4 separate regions of the Mus musculus genome follow, and all the other regions are linked to region 3. The links are chromatin contacts, called in public ChIA-PET and Hi-C maps. All regions are on one chromosome and are shown on one strand. The core of a region is the stretch at or near the end of the contact, and the rest is flanking DNA. Distances in the headings are between cores, read along the strand shown. Region 1 has its middle 36 kb from the start of Ifng. Region 2 overlaps Rap1b (RAS related protein 1b). Region 3 has its middle 38 kb from the start of Mdm1. Region 4 overlaps Nup107 (nucleoporin 107).

Region 1 (3,109 bases), core at 269-2,768, 370 kb before region 3:
GAGAAAGAAAGAATTGTGGACAATAATAAAAGACACTAGAGTGTGATGTCCAGGGAAATGATAAGAAACTCTCACAATGAAAGAAATACTTTGTAAGCCTCAGCTAGCATCTTACGATAAAAGGCTGATCTAGCCAGGGCTCTCTATAGAAAAAGGAGTGATGATGGTTCCAAAGTGACACTACTCCAGGACTGATGGTCACGAGGGTTGGGGTGTGTTGGGGGAGTTCTGTTAGGACTGACAGAGGGAGCAAGTTCTGAATTCGTTCTTTCCCTGTTGCTGACTACTGTATGAATATGGTGCAGTACGGTGTTCAACTGTATGGAGAAAAAATAGTTATGACAGCAAAATTACCAGCCCACGTTATCTCATCCAGGCTGGCTTCTGCCATCGATCCTTGAACTTAGCCATCAAGCTTCTTCTACATCTGAAAACTAACTCAATGGAGTTAAGGTCCCTAATCATGAGGGTATGAAATAATAAAATGGGGAAAGCCCCCTTTTGCTAACTGTGGATTTACAAATTAAGGCTTAGAAAAGAAAAGAAGCACATATAAAGCAAACCTCAAACATTAAACTCTGTACTACAGAGAGTAGGAGAGAGCCCACTACACACAGATGACACCTGTATAGAGAGCCCACTACACACAGATGGCACCTATAAACTTATCTATAAGCTATAAATAAGTCTATTCAGTTTTTTCTCTGAATACACAGATCATCCCTGAGTTAAAAAAAATCCATCATTTCAACTACTGTTCCCCTAAAAAGTCAACATAAAAAATTAAACCATTATATACAATCACAAATTAAAGTACTTCATGTTACACGTGTCTGATTTAACCTCCACCTTGAGACACTCATGCAGTGACATGAGGAGGCTTCCCCCACTGTTAAGCTCTATGGAGCTCAGGGCATTTTATCAATCTGTCAGCATCTCCTCCTTTTCTTCCTTCAACTCAGTGAAAGTCACTAAGTGAGATGAAGAGACAAGAATGTACGAGATCAAATGGTACATCTTTCCCCCTTCGCTGACAATTTTAAATGAGCTCAGAAATTGTACTTACAAATGAGCTTCATAAATCCCACCGGGACTCACAAAAGTATAAAGCAGAATCATTTCTTAAGTCATGTTGAAGCTTAAAATAATTTGGTAGTTATGCTTTTGTTTTATTGGTTATCAGCAGAGCTGAGCATTTCGGCTTGGTAGGTTACATCACCACAAACTCCTAACATAGAAAGCAGATTAGAAATCTTGAAAGACAATTATGACTCTCCATCTTGAGACATCTAAGTTTAGGTGAGATTAATATCAAATCTCTCCTTGCTTGCTTATTCAGTATTTAATGGTTGCAACAGTTTATCTATAGTGTCTTTGCACAAGCTGCCGTAACAAAATACCACAGAATTGAAAGACAGAACTAACAAGAAGTTTGAGAAGTTTGAGTGCAAGGTTCCAGCACGGTACTCTAGCAGAGGAACAAGGGCCTCAACTCTTTGCTTGCAGACAGCTGTCACATCTTCATGTACCCACATGACCTCTTCCTGTATTGCAGTGGGCACTCTAGTCTTTCCTGTCTTGTCTGTTTTGGTTTGGTTTGGTTCTTTATTAAAAGTTGAAGTAGCTCCATGTTGTTCAAGCTCTCCCCAAATTCTTGAATCAAGTGATTCTCATGCTTCCAGGTTCCCATACAACTAGGATTAGAGGTCCAGGTCACTGTGTCCAGAAGTTTCTCCCTCTTATGAAGACACTAAGACCAACACCAGGATTCTACCCATATGACCTCATCTAATCTGAACAACTTCCTAGCTTTAAATATTACCATGTTGTACATTATGGTTTTTTAATCCATGAACATTCAGTCATAATGTGTGTACGGTAAAACAATATGATGCACTAAGGGAAGAGGAAACATTCCATCCTGCAGGGAAACCCATTGAGACCGGAAGTAAACAACTCAGAATAACTTCAGAAAGTCCCTGAAACCAACCAAGTTCATTGGGGATATAAGTGGTAAAGTAGAACCTGCTGACAGCATTCTCAGACAAGCCCAGAGGCCTGGAAGAAGCAGAGACTAGCCAAGCTGCCTAAAAGACAATTGCACAAGCTGGCTTGCCTGGAAGAAGATCAGACCATCTGCACTGCCTGGAGAGGATACTCTCCTGCCTGTTGAGCTGCGGGCAAGCTGTTCAGTGTGCTCTATGTCCCCAGTTTTTATGAGCTGTCATCTGAATGAAAAAATTAAAACCAAAAGATATGACTGCTCCTGGGTATGGTAGAAGAGAAAGTTTATTGTAGATAAAAGGAGGAGCATAGACAGAGGCAGGGAGGGTCTAGAGTAGGTATGACCTTGAGCTGTGTCATGTGAGGAAAAGGGAAAGGGGGAGCGAAGAGCCAGATCAAGATGTCAGGATGGTAAAGGGTAGACCAAAGAAGGAAGAGGGCTGAGTAACCAAAATGGCTAAACTTTATAAGAAGGAGCAGCCCAGACCCTGGGCTGGAGAAGTTTAGGGTAGGAAGTGAGGTATGGCAACCATACCCTTTAATAGGTAGTGACTGGGGGTTCCTGGGAAAACCTGGTGGTCAGGTGTCAAATAGGCACCTCAGTTAACTATGTGTCCCAGAACAAACACCACCACCCATACTGGCTCAAATATCACCAGTGCTGGGTCTTTGGTGTCATTTCTGCTCCTGTAAATAACCCAGATTTCTATAAATGACACAAATAAAATGTGCTGGCTCACCAAGTCAGACTCTGGTACTATTTGTACTATGCTTTGTCATGCGTTCCTTTTTTAAGATGAGTAGCCAGGTATTCACAACTTCCCAGGAATAGGATCACACAACAGCAACTTACTTAAGGAGACACAGAAGTTCGAAGTTAGAATGTGAGCAGATCTCCCATGCTCATGGATTGGCAGGATCAACATTGTAAAAATGGCTATCTTGCCAAAAGCAATCTACAGATTCAATGCAATCCCCATCAAAATTCCAACTCAATTCTTCAACGAATTAGAAAGAGCAATCTGCAAATTCATCTGGAATAACAAAAAACCTAGGATAGCAAAAGCTCTTCTCAAGGATAAAAGTACCTCTGGTGGAATCACCA
Region 2 (3,562 bases), core at 159-2,658, 280 kb after region 3:
TGCCTTCTTCCCCCAAGTGCTGGGTTGATGGGCAAAATGCTTTGAAAGTAAGATCTAGCCACATTTATCTATGACCATATATATGCCTAAATATGTCTCTGTATTGGAAAGGAACATAATGGTAAAGACAAACAACCAATATGTTCAGTTCTAAAACATTAAATTTAGGTGTCCCTGCAGAGTGAAGTGTAATGGACTCTAAAATCTATAGATTTCACAACGGTGGCTTTAATTCCTCATTACCTGTGGCATAGGTTCTTAAGTTTGTGTGATCTTATATCAAAATTTCAGTAGGAATTGCTACAGAACCTTTGACTCACGAGGCTAGTGTAGGGCTTGAGAATTTGCCTTTTTGACAGGTTTGTTGGTGATGCTGCTGCGGATGTGAATGCCACACTTTAATGACCATTGTAGCGCTGGGCGGTTGGGTGTGCACTTATTCCTAGCAGGTTCCTGGACAGCCAGAGCTATAAGTGAGACTCTTAGCTCAAAACAAAACAAAATAAAAAACAAACAAACAAAAACAGAAAGAAAGAGACAGGCAGACAGACAGAAAAGAAAGAAAGAACGAACCAATCATAGAGTTAAGTGAACTAATATTGAAAGAGCTAAGTGCCTTTATGGTGGATGCTGTCATTTTCTGCACTTCTGTTTCTTTTAAAGATTTTTTTTTAATGTTTTTATGTGTCTGAGTGCTCTCTCTACATGTATACCTGCATTTCAGAAGAGGACATCAGATCCTATTATAGGGCGGTTGTGAGCTGCTATGTGGCTGCTGGGAATTGAACTCAGAAGCTCTGGAAGAGCAGTAACCAGTGCTCTTAACCACTGAGCCATTTCTCCAGCCCCTTTCTGCACTTCTGTAACTGAGAATCTGCAAGTTTTTGTTTTTCTGCAATTGCATTATTGTTTATTTAAAAAGTATCTTTTAAAATGTTAATGGCCACTAGTGGTTTGCATTACTTTCCCCGTACTACTCTTTTAAAATTACAAACATTAGATCTAGCCCAACTTGAGAGGCCATTAATAAGTATTTATTTGTACTAAGTTGATTTATTTTGTCATAGACTGTGAAATGAGAGGTTACACTTAGGACGTGAGAAGCTGAAATTTCTGCTTTAGGGACCTTCTTAATTTCCCCTTTTTGTATTGTGTAATTCAGTAACCGTGTGTCAGGAACCAAACAAACGTGAAGTTGGTTCACACCCTTAAACATTTTGAAGTGTTGAAATCTGCCAGCTTTTCATGGTAACACCCTTTGTACTTCCTATTAAAAAGGTTTTTTGATTACTGTGATTGGGTCCGCTGTGGTATGAATCTCCCCTCTGTTGTAAGCACCTTATAGCTTGGTCGTATTGTATAATTGTCTTTTTCCCTCATGACTGTCTTCGCAGGTTCCAATGATTCTGGTTGGCAATAAATGCGACTTGGAAGATGAAAGAGTTGTAGGAAAGGAACAAGGTCAGAACCTAGCAAGACAGTGGAACAACTGTGCATTCTTAGAATCCTCTGCAAAGTCCAAAATAAATGTTAATGAGGTATGTGCATGTGTACTTAGAATAGCTTCTTAGGCTCAGTGCAGCATCTTAAATTAATGGAGAGGCGGGGAGGTGGCTGAGCCCCGAGGCGCTTACTTACTCTTCTGAGAACCCGGGGTTAGTTCCCAGGACTGACATGGTGACTCATGACCATCTGGAACCCAAGCACCCTCTTCTGATGTCGCTGGGAGCCTGCATGCTCACTGTGCACATAAACTCATGCATGACCCAAACACACACATAAAAATAATAATTTTTTGCCAGATGGTAGTGGCACATGCCTTAAATACCAACATTCAGAAGGCTGAAGTGGGTGGATCTCTGAGTTGGAGGCCAGCCTGGCCTACCAAGCAAATTCCAAATAGCTGGGGCTATACTGAAAAACCTTGTCTCCAAAAATTAATTAATTAATTTTTAAAGAAAAGTATTACAAAGAACTCTAAGTTAATATATGCTCTTATAGGCCAAAAAAAAAAAAAAAACTTGTCTGGCATATGCATGCATATGAGTAACAATATGTTGGTTTAAGGGAAAGTTAGGCAGAAGGCCAGTTTTAAAAACCATTAATTTCATTGAGTATTTGAGAGTTTATATAAAGGCTAAAACTCAGAAAGATAGTGTGGTCCTTGAAGTAGGTGACGCCCCATAGATAGCAAGGCACAAAAGACGCGCAAAGCCAAGCCGTCTGAGACAGTAAAGGGCTTCTTTGTTGTAGGAGAGCTAACTGCATTAAGTAGAATTCTTCAACTCTTACTTTAATAGAAATGGTTTTAATTTTCTCAGAAAACAAAACAAAACCTGGTACTTATAAGAACACTGGCTTTACACTCCTTCTGCAAAAGAAAACGTGGAGATTCCTTTACAGCTGTGGAAATTGCCAGGAGTTTTTGTTTCTCTTTTTCATTTTTGGGTTTTTTGAGTTTGTTTTCCCTCTTTAAAAAAACAAGTGGTGGTGGTAATAATAATAATAGTAATTATAATAATAATAATAAAATATGTTTGCAGATCTTTTATGACCTAGTGCGGCAAATTAACAGAAAAACTCCAGTGCCTGGGAAGGCCCGCAAAAAGTCATCGTGTCAGCTGCTTTAATGTACTGAATGCATTGTAGCTCTGAGCCAGGTACGTTGCATTCACCTCACTAAATGATGTTTAATCCTTACAGATAGATATCAGGACTTGGTGTGGAAATCCTGGGGACTCAGATTACATGTTCATTTACATATTCATCAGAAGTGAGGGGCTTCGCAGGAGTGAACTTGGTTGTTCAGCACATACTTCTATCCTGGGGACCCTGAAAGCTTCTGATCAGAGCCAACCTTCTCTTCCCTCTTAGTTATATTTAGATAATTGAGACACAATAGAAGAGGGAGACAAGCTGTTGTAAGATGTGCATGGTGTGCCGACAAGGGCTTGTGATCTCTGCTCACTCAGGAGGACAAGCCTTCAAGGCAGGAACTCAGTATCCCTGCTTTACAGTTGCGACGGCCAGGCACAAACTAGGCTCTCTGCTTAACTCTAGGATCAGGATGATAAACAGTGCCAAGCCCTGCAGTTGGTGACCCAGGCAGAGCCAGGGTTTCAGCAGATTGCCCAGCTTCTGAGTCCATGCCCAGTGCTGTGCTGCAGTAGGTTCTGAAGAGGCAGACGACGGCACCAACTGCCATTAAATCGGAGCATAGGGCAAGTCTGTCAGAGTCTGAAGTGCTGAGCTGTGAGGTGCAAGAAGGCAGTGCTGGAGGAAGAAGGGTCCTCACTCAGCTGGGTAGGAGGAGAACCAAAGGGAGACGAAGGGCAGGGCACCTGGTGGTGGCAGCGGCAACATCGGCTGTGCACAGCTTTAACCCCAGCACGAGGGAGGCAGAGTTCCAGGACAGCCAGGCCTTCACAGAGACCCTGTCTCCAAAAAAAACTTAAAATACAAAGGAAACGAAGATTTTTTTTTTCAAGTTGTTAATACTGCTATTTGTCTGTTAACCCTAAATCTTCTAGTAAGATTGGTTTGACCATAAATTTTAATGTGA
Region 3 (3,424 bases), core at 584-3,083:
CCTTCCTGCCCTGCCAGCCACCTGTACTGTGTGTTACATTGTTTACTGCCCTCCTCTTTCCATGGAAATGGCCTTTATATGAGGGCAGGGATTGTGGTTCCTTCACTCCAGCACCTCAAGTGGTTCCCCGGGGGAAAGGGGGAACACAGAAGAAGGAGGAAAAGGGATGAGTAAATCTATCTGGTATCTGTGGCTCAAAGCAATTTCTTTCATTTCTTTCTTTCTTTCTTTCTTTCTTTCTTTCTTTCTTTCTTTCTTTCTTTCTTTCTTTCTTTCTTTCTTTTTTCTTGTTAGTTTGTTGGGGTTTTTGCTGCTGTTGTTGGTTTTTTGGTTTGCTTTGGTTTTGATCTTTATTTCAGACAGATGAAGCAAAGCTACCTGCTAAGAGAAAAACATTAAAATAAGCTGCAGAATTTCAATATTATTAACTCATTTTCTTAAAATATGTTGGGGCAGGGAGATGGCTTGGCAGGTATTGCCACCAAACCTGGTGACCGGAGTTAGATAGCTGGAGCACCGTGTATGGTAGGAGAGAAGTGACTCCTACAAGTTGTCTTCTGATCACCACACAGGGTCTGTGACACCCACTCTCTTTCTCACAAACACAATAATTAATGGAAAAAATAATCAAAGCAAAAGTATACTTTGATTAATGAATACCATCTATGCTCTAACATCGTAAATGCTATAATTACCTACATCACACATATAATAACTTATAATGTACATACATTATAATTATAAATATTTTAAGTTGCATTATAAAGTCTCTAGAAAATAGACACCAAGTTATTGGAGGGTGGTAGTGACCTGACAGGACGGGAGGAAGCTAACTTTTACTTCCCGTGACTCAGCGTTTTCAGTCCGCTAAATGGGACACATTTATAACAACAGTACATTGCTTTATGATTTAAAAAGCACCAGGCCTGGTGGTGTTATGCCTTTAATCCCAGCAGAGCAGGAAGAGGCAGAATTCAAGGCCAGCCTCATCTGCGTAGTGAGTTCCAGGACAGTCAGTGCTAGGGCACAAGACCTTATCAGAAAAACAAAATGAACGAACAAACGAAAAACTGGACAACAGCGTGTTCTCTACTGAACTTTTTCCATTTTCGTTTCACTCCTCACAGAATGCTTTCCTTTGGATTTGGAACCTGGGTCGTCTGAGGGTCTTTTCTTCTCGAGAATCATTCTTGGTTCTCACAGAACCCGTCTCAGACGTGTGTGCTGTTTAGACAACTCTTGAATTGCATTTTTAAGGTTTTTGTCGTTGTTGTTGTTGTTCCAACTGATGGTTATGAAATAAGTTGTGAAATAAGAAATAGCTCATAAAAGACGGTCACAGTCCCCATTTGGGGGGCATCTATCTGTATGTCCCACACATTCTTAAGATTCCTATCTCCTGGGCATCTGTGATTTCCACATCGCAGCCTAACAGCATGATGCAATTGTCCCTTGTCACCAACAGAGATGCTGTGTCCTCCCACAATTTCACAACAGTCTTTCCCCTTCTGCTGGGCTCACGCCCAGCAAGGCTGTATGAAGGAATCTCAGGAGCTGAAATGACTCCGCCCTGTGAGGAAAGGACGCAGGATGCAGGGCCTGCCGCCCCTGTGCCCTGGCCCGTGTTTGTTGTTCTATTGGGCAATGTGGACAGCGGTTCACAAGGCAACACAGCCTCCACCCCTAGCAAGTGAGCAGAGCGCCTGGCTGGCGGAGGAGAGATGCTCCGCTTCTCTGTGACCACGCCCTTTCTTAGGCTGGGCGGCGCAGGAAGCCGACCGAGAGGGAGGAAGCTTTGAGCTGTGGGAACCTCAGCGTGTGGGCTGACAAAGATCTGCTCCACCCCTCACCCTGGAGACTGGCTCAGACCATGCCTTTCTCCCTCCTCAGCAACCCCCCTGCTTACACAGACGACTGACATGGTTCCATAATGTAATCAAGTCATGCAAGTGGAAATAAAGTAGAAACGAGACGGCATATCCTCCCCCCAACCCCCGCACAATTTTGAATGGTGATAGTGACAACCAGATAAAACCAGATACATGGTTTCAACTGATTGCTGGCGGGGGGGGGGGGGGGGGGTGGTGCGGGGTGCGGGGGGGGGGGTACCATCCTGCCAGAAACTTCTCCTTCTGAGGCAATTTAAAAGCATGTATCAAAAGCCTTAAAGGTTGTCTTGTCTACACTTGGGGAATTTAGCCTGAAGAAACACCAGGTGTGTCTATAGAATGTTGTTCTCATGGTCATTTATAAAGATAGAATACTTGTGGTGGCACACGCCTTTAATACCAGCACTCGGGAGGTAGAGGCAGGTAGATTTCTGAGTTCAAGGCTAGCCTGGTCTACAAAGTGAGTTCCAGGACGGCCAGGGCTATACAGAGAAACCCTGTCTCGAAAACACTGAGAGAGAGAGAGAGAGAGAGAGAGAGAGAGAATGAATACTTGGTTGTCATTCAGAATAGTATCTCAGAAGGACATTTTTTTCAAAAGAGCCAGACTTGGGCTACTGCATGAGCCCAAGACTAGCTGAACAGCAGAGACACTGCCTCAGAATAAAAATTTAGGAGATAGCTCAATAATAGATCACTCGTCTACCATGTGCAAGGCTCTAGCTTTGATTCTCAGTACCCACCCCCAAAAACAGTATTCCTGGTAAGGCCCGTTGCATCATCTGTAATATTAATATATATATTTATGTGAGGATATATCTATATATCCTCACATAAAATATGTATGTGTGCATACATAAAATATACTATGTGTATATGTGTACAAAGATAGGGGGAAGCACTTCCTTTCTCATGGGAGGGGGACACTCTTCTCTTGTCTGCTACTTCGAGCACTGTCCTTGGGTCTCAGCCTGGCTCCTGGCTACTCTTGGTTCCCAGGCTGTAACTTCCTCTCCTCAAATAGTCTCTGTCCTTGAGGCATCTCCTCGTCCACCCTTAACTCACTACATTTACCTCATCTCCTGTGTGGCTTTACTGTGCTGATGGTCCTTTGATAAAATATCTGTCTCCATTCTCCTCCCCCAGGCCTTTAGTGTATATCCAAGTATCTCCTAGAAATGCTCACCCCGGTATGATACCTTTACTTAGCCTCTCATAACAGAATCTAACTTCCTCTACCTCCCCTGCCCCAACACGCACAAACACCACACCCCTGCTTCTTCCTCATCACACCCAACCTCAGTAAAGGGGCTACCATTTCACCAGGCAGAGGGCCAGAAGACAGGACAGCCATCTCTTCATGTCTTCCTTCCCTCATAGTTTACAGTCAGTCCATTAACAAGTCCTGTGGTCTCCACCTTCAAAATAGCCACAGAATTTGCCTTTAGGTCAGCCTCCCCTCACTTGACTTCTTCATGAGCTTCCAGAATGATCCCCCTGAATCCACAGTGTCTGTCCATAACCCATTCCACACA
Region 4 (3,510 bases), core at 51-2,550, 340 kb after region 3:
GATGGATGAATTTAGCAAATGGCTGTCCAAGAGCGGAAGCAGTCTGCCCGGACACCTGCTCCGCTTCATGACACACCTCATTCTGTTTCTCCGCACCCTAGGCCTCCAGACCAAGGTGGGTACAGTAAGTAAAGGTGGGCAGCTGAGCTTTGCCTGCCTCCCTCCCCCTTGCAGTCCAGCACCTGCCACCAGCTGCCGGGACCCGACCTGGCCTGCAGCGGCACTGCCGAGGCACCACAGCATTGGACAAAGTGCAAAGCCTGCGGATCTCTGGTCTTATAGCGCTCTCTTCCTGTTGGGGCAGGAGGCGGGAGGAGACTGAAGGCTTCTGGGAACTCTCTCATTATTCTGTGGCCAAAAGCCAGGGTCTGTAATAGTGCAGGAAAAGGCATATTAGTAGGGCTGGAGAGATGGCTCAGTGGGTAAGAACACTGGGTGCTCTTCCAGGGGTCCTGAGTTCAATTCCCAGCAACCACATGGTGGCTCACAACCATCTGTAATGGGATCCAATGCCGCCTTCTGTTGTGTCTGAAGAGAGCAACAATGTACTCACATATATAAAATAAATAAATCTTTAAAAAAGAAGAAAGAGAAGAAAAGGCATATTAGCCACAAGAAGCAATCCTGGGAGGAAGTCTCTCGGGCCCTGGCCTCTCAGAGCTCACCCATAGAATCCATGCAGAATAGTGGGCCATCTCCAGAAAACTCCCTTGTGTGCCTCAGCCTTTTCTAGATGGCGTCTGACGTCAGCATCATCTCATTTGTTCACCTATTTTGGTAACTCACTGGGAGTGATTTGTAGATTCTAGTCTATGGCCAGAGAATGCTGCTGCTTGCCCAAATTTAAAGAAATTAGTCCTCCTTGGTATCCAGCTAAGCTAATGGAACCAAAATAAATCCTGTGTGAGAATTAAATAGTTTCTCTTTCCTTTCTGTGTTTCTTGTTTGTTTGTTTGTTTTGTTTTGTTTTGTTTTGTCGAGACAGGGTTTCTCTGTGTAGCCCTGGCTGTCCTGGAACTCACTCTGTAGACCAGGCTGGCCTCGAACTCAGAAATCCGCCTTGTGTTTCTTTTTTCTAAATGTTTGATAACATTGTAGCAGAGGTGCACGTGAGAGCTAGCACAGTGACAGTGAAAAGCTACAGCCTTAGACTTGAGGACCTTGACCTTAGATCCTTGCTCTGTAACTGCTAGCTGTGTAATCCTGGGCATATAAGAACTTCCTCCTCCATAAAACCCACAAGGAGACATGCTGAGAGACTGACCTCTTAGCGGGTAAAGAATGTTTGCCACCAAGCCTCGTGACTTGTTCAGTCGCTGGAACTTGCATAATGGACTGAGAGAGCTTGACCCCCTAGGTTGCATACACAGTACTTAGATGTTTAAAGAGCCACTGGTTGGTTGGCTGGCTGGCTGGTTGGTTGGTTGGTTGGTTGGTTGGTTGGCTGGTTGGTTGGTTGGCTGGCTGGCTGATTGGTTGGTTGGTTGGTTGGTGGTGTGAACTGAAGCAGTGCACATGCTTCATAAGCAGTTAGCCTGGGTGGTTACCACTCAGTGTAAGTAGTACATTTCTTCATGCGTTTACAAGTAAAACTCGTATTAGAAATTGTATTATTATTGTACCTGTAAGTGGTGATGTTAGTAACTGGATTGTGTATTTTTTCTATGAAGGAAGAAGTTTCCATTGAAGTTCTAAAAACATATATACAGGTAAGCTTTTAGAATCTACAACTTGTTTTTTTTTTAATGAAAAATCAAAATGTACTGTTTTTTAACATGTATTTTTATTTTATAAGTATTATGCCTGCATGTTTGTATGCGCAATGTGTCTTTGTATGCTCACAAGAGAACACTGAAGTAATGACCGATTGTGGACCATCATGTGGGTACTGGGGGCGAGGCCTGGGTCCTTTCAAAGGGCAACACGTGCTCTCAACCTCAGTCTCTCTCCAGCCCCCAGTGACGCTGTTTTAATACTGTGGACACCATAGAGATCTGTGAACCTTTCTGAGTGCATTTCTAGAAAAGCATTATGGTCTGAAGCACATATCTGAGGCTTTCCTAACTATATTTGCAGTTCGGAAGCACAGGTTTCTCAAAACACCGCTAGCTTACTTGGTGTCCTGTGATTTTTGTGTTCCGTAGCTGTTAATAAGCGAGAAGCACACAAGCCTCATAGCGTTCTATACCTGTCATCTGCCTCAAGACCTCGCCGTGGCCCAGTATGCCTTATTTTTGGAAGGTGTTACGGAATTTGAGCAGCGGCACCAGTGCCTAGAGCTGGCTAAGGAAGCAGGTAAGTAGTTAAGAATTTTAGATATAGGGCTGGTGAGATGGCTCAGTGAGTAAGAGCACCTGACTGCTCTTCCAAAGGTCCGAAGTTCAAATCCCAGCAACCACATGGTGGTTCACAACCACCCGTAATGAGATCTGACGCCTTCTTCTGGTGTGTCTGAAGACAGCTACAGTGTACTTACATATAATAAATAAATTTTTAAAAAAATCTTTAAAAAAAATAGAATTTTAGCTATTATTTCTTTTTAGGTGTATATTACATAAAATAATGAGTTTTGCTATATTGTTTTTCAAATGAATACTTATAGGTACTTTTATCATATTTATCCCCTATATCTACTCACATGAAAAAGTTATGTTTGTGCGTTAGAGAAAGGGAAGGAGAATCTGCTCAGGCATAGGTGCGCACGCCACAGCGTGGTGTGAAGGTCAGGGTGGCCTCTGACGTTGGTCCCATCTTCCACTGAGCTTTGAAGTGGGGTCTCTGTTGTTTCCCGTGCCTGGGACAGGCTGGCTGGCCCGGGGGCTTCTGGGGATTCCCCTCCCTCTGCCTCCATCTCCCCACAGAAGTTGTGTTCCACACCCAAGCTACAGCATCCAGCTTTTCAGTCGATCACATTGGAGATTTGAACTCGCTTCCTCCCGTTTATGCGACGCAGGCTCTACCCACCTAGCTGTCTTCTCAGTTCCCCGGTTGGCCTTTGTGGGCAGGCTTTCACTTTGGGTTTGGCATATTTGTCTTATAGCAAGTCTTATCTGAGGGGGAGAACAGGAGTAAAAATCTCAGTGAAATTCTTTTAGAAGATGAAAATAACTTTTACAACCGGGCGTGGTGGCGCAAGCCTTTAATCCCAGCACTTGGGAGGCAGAGGCAGGCGGATTTCTGAGTTCGAGGCCAGCCTGGTCTACAAAGTGAGTTCCAGGACAGCCAGGGCTGCACAGTGAAACCCTGTCTTGAAAAACAAAAACAAAAAAAAAAAAGAAAAAAAAGATGTGTAAATATTTTGCTTACATTTTTGCTTTTGTTTTTTAAAGAAAAGGTCTTACTCTGTAGCCTAAGTTGGTCTTGAACTTGCCCAGGCTAGCCTCAGGTTCAGTGGTCCTTCCTCACCTACCAAGTGCTACCTAAAAAGTGGATTATAGGCAGAAGTTATCACACTCAGTCTAGAATATTTTTAAATTATGATATTTTCTGTAGTGTTTTTTAAATATATAT

The links. Hi-C and Micro-C count contacts between places; a contact is called where the count stands out from the background. ChIA-PET counts read pairs in DNA pulled down with a chosen protein or histone mark.
Region 1: an RNA polymerase II ChIA-PET map of effector CD8 T cells shows a contact between it and region 3, with 6 read pairs. The contact joins two enhancer-like sites. A contact is called at or near these places in 3 of 115 datasets of contacts at active chromatin or transcription factors (effector CD8 T cells, memory CD8 T cells and microglia).
Region 2: a Hi-C map of bone marrow-derived macrophages shows a contact between it and region 3, with 27 read pairs. The contact joins two enhancer-like sites. A contact is called at or near these places in 20 of 484 Hi-C or Micro-C datasets (B cells, CD8 T cells, CD8 central memory T cells and 14 more), 7 of 115 datasets of contacts at active chromatin or transcription factors (bone marrow-derived dendritic cells, cardiomyocytes, craniofacial prominence and 4 more) and 3 of 9 other capture datasets (adipose tissue, liver and pancreatic islet).
Region 4: a contact with region 3 is called in a Hi-C map of bone marrow-derived macrophages, with 18 read pairs. The contact joins two enhancer-like sites. A contact is called at or near these places in 1 of 39 promoter capture datasets (liver), 1 of 484 Hi-C or Micro-C datasets (bone marrow-derived macrophages), 8 of 115 datasets of contacts at active chromatin or transcription factors (the SCID.adh cell line, SST interneurons, T-cell acute lymphoblastic leukemia and 5 more) and 1 of 9 other capture datasets (liver).

Annotation. Positions count from the first base shown.
Region 1 is chr10:118,475,905-118,479,013 of GRCm38.p6, reverse strand. No RefSeq gene overlaps it. Among named protein-coding and RNA genes, the nearest start is that of Ifng, 36 kb to the right of the region's middle. Within about 2 kb of position 1,518, at least 21 of the 459 cell types and tissues checked have an H3K27ac peak or open chromatin away from gene starts, as enhancers often do. A contact at or near this core is called in effector CD8 T cells and memory CD8 T cells, where this site is marked.
Region 2 is chr10:117,816,442-117,820,003 of GRCm38.p6, reverse strand. Rap1b (RAS related protein 1b) reads left to right here. Exons shown (of 8, transcript NM_024457.2): 6 at 1,395-1,538; 7 at 2,544-2,660. The coding sequence ends at 2,630. Among named protein-coding and RNA genes, the nearest start is that of Nup107, 26 kb to the right of the region's middle. Within about 2 kb of position 1,408, at least 28 of the 459 cell types and tissues checked have an H3K27ac peak or open chromatin away from gene starts, as enhancers often do. A contact at or near this core is called in bone marrow-derived macrophages, where this site is marked.
Region 3 is chr10:118,101,655-118,105,078 of GRCm38.p6, reverse strand. No RefSeq gene overlaps it. Among named protein-coding and RNA genes, the nearest start is that of Mdm1, 38 kb to the left of the region's middle. Within about 2 kb of position 1,833, at least 340 of the 459 cell types and tissues checked have an H3K27ac peak or open chromatin away from gene starts, as enhancers often do. A contact at or near this core is called in bone marrow-derived macrophages, effector CD8 T cells and memory CD8 T cells, where this site is marked.
Region 4 is chr10:117,762,516-117,766,025 of GRCm38.p6, reverse strand. It overlaps Nup107 (nucleoporin 107), which reads left to right. Exons shown (of 28, transcript NM_134010.2): 19 at 1-115; 20 at 1,671-1,709; 21 at 2,145-2,295. Among named protein-coding and RNA genes, the nearest start is that of Slc35e3, 18 kb to the right of the region's middle. Within about 2 kb of position 1,300, at least 12 of the 459 cell types and tissues checked have an H3K27ac peak or open chromatin away from gene starts, as enhancers often do. A contact at or near this core is called in bone marrow-derived macrophages, where this site is marked.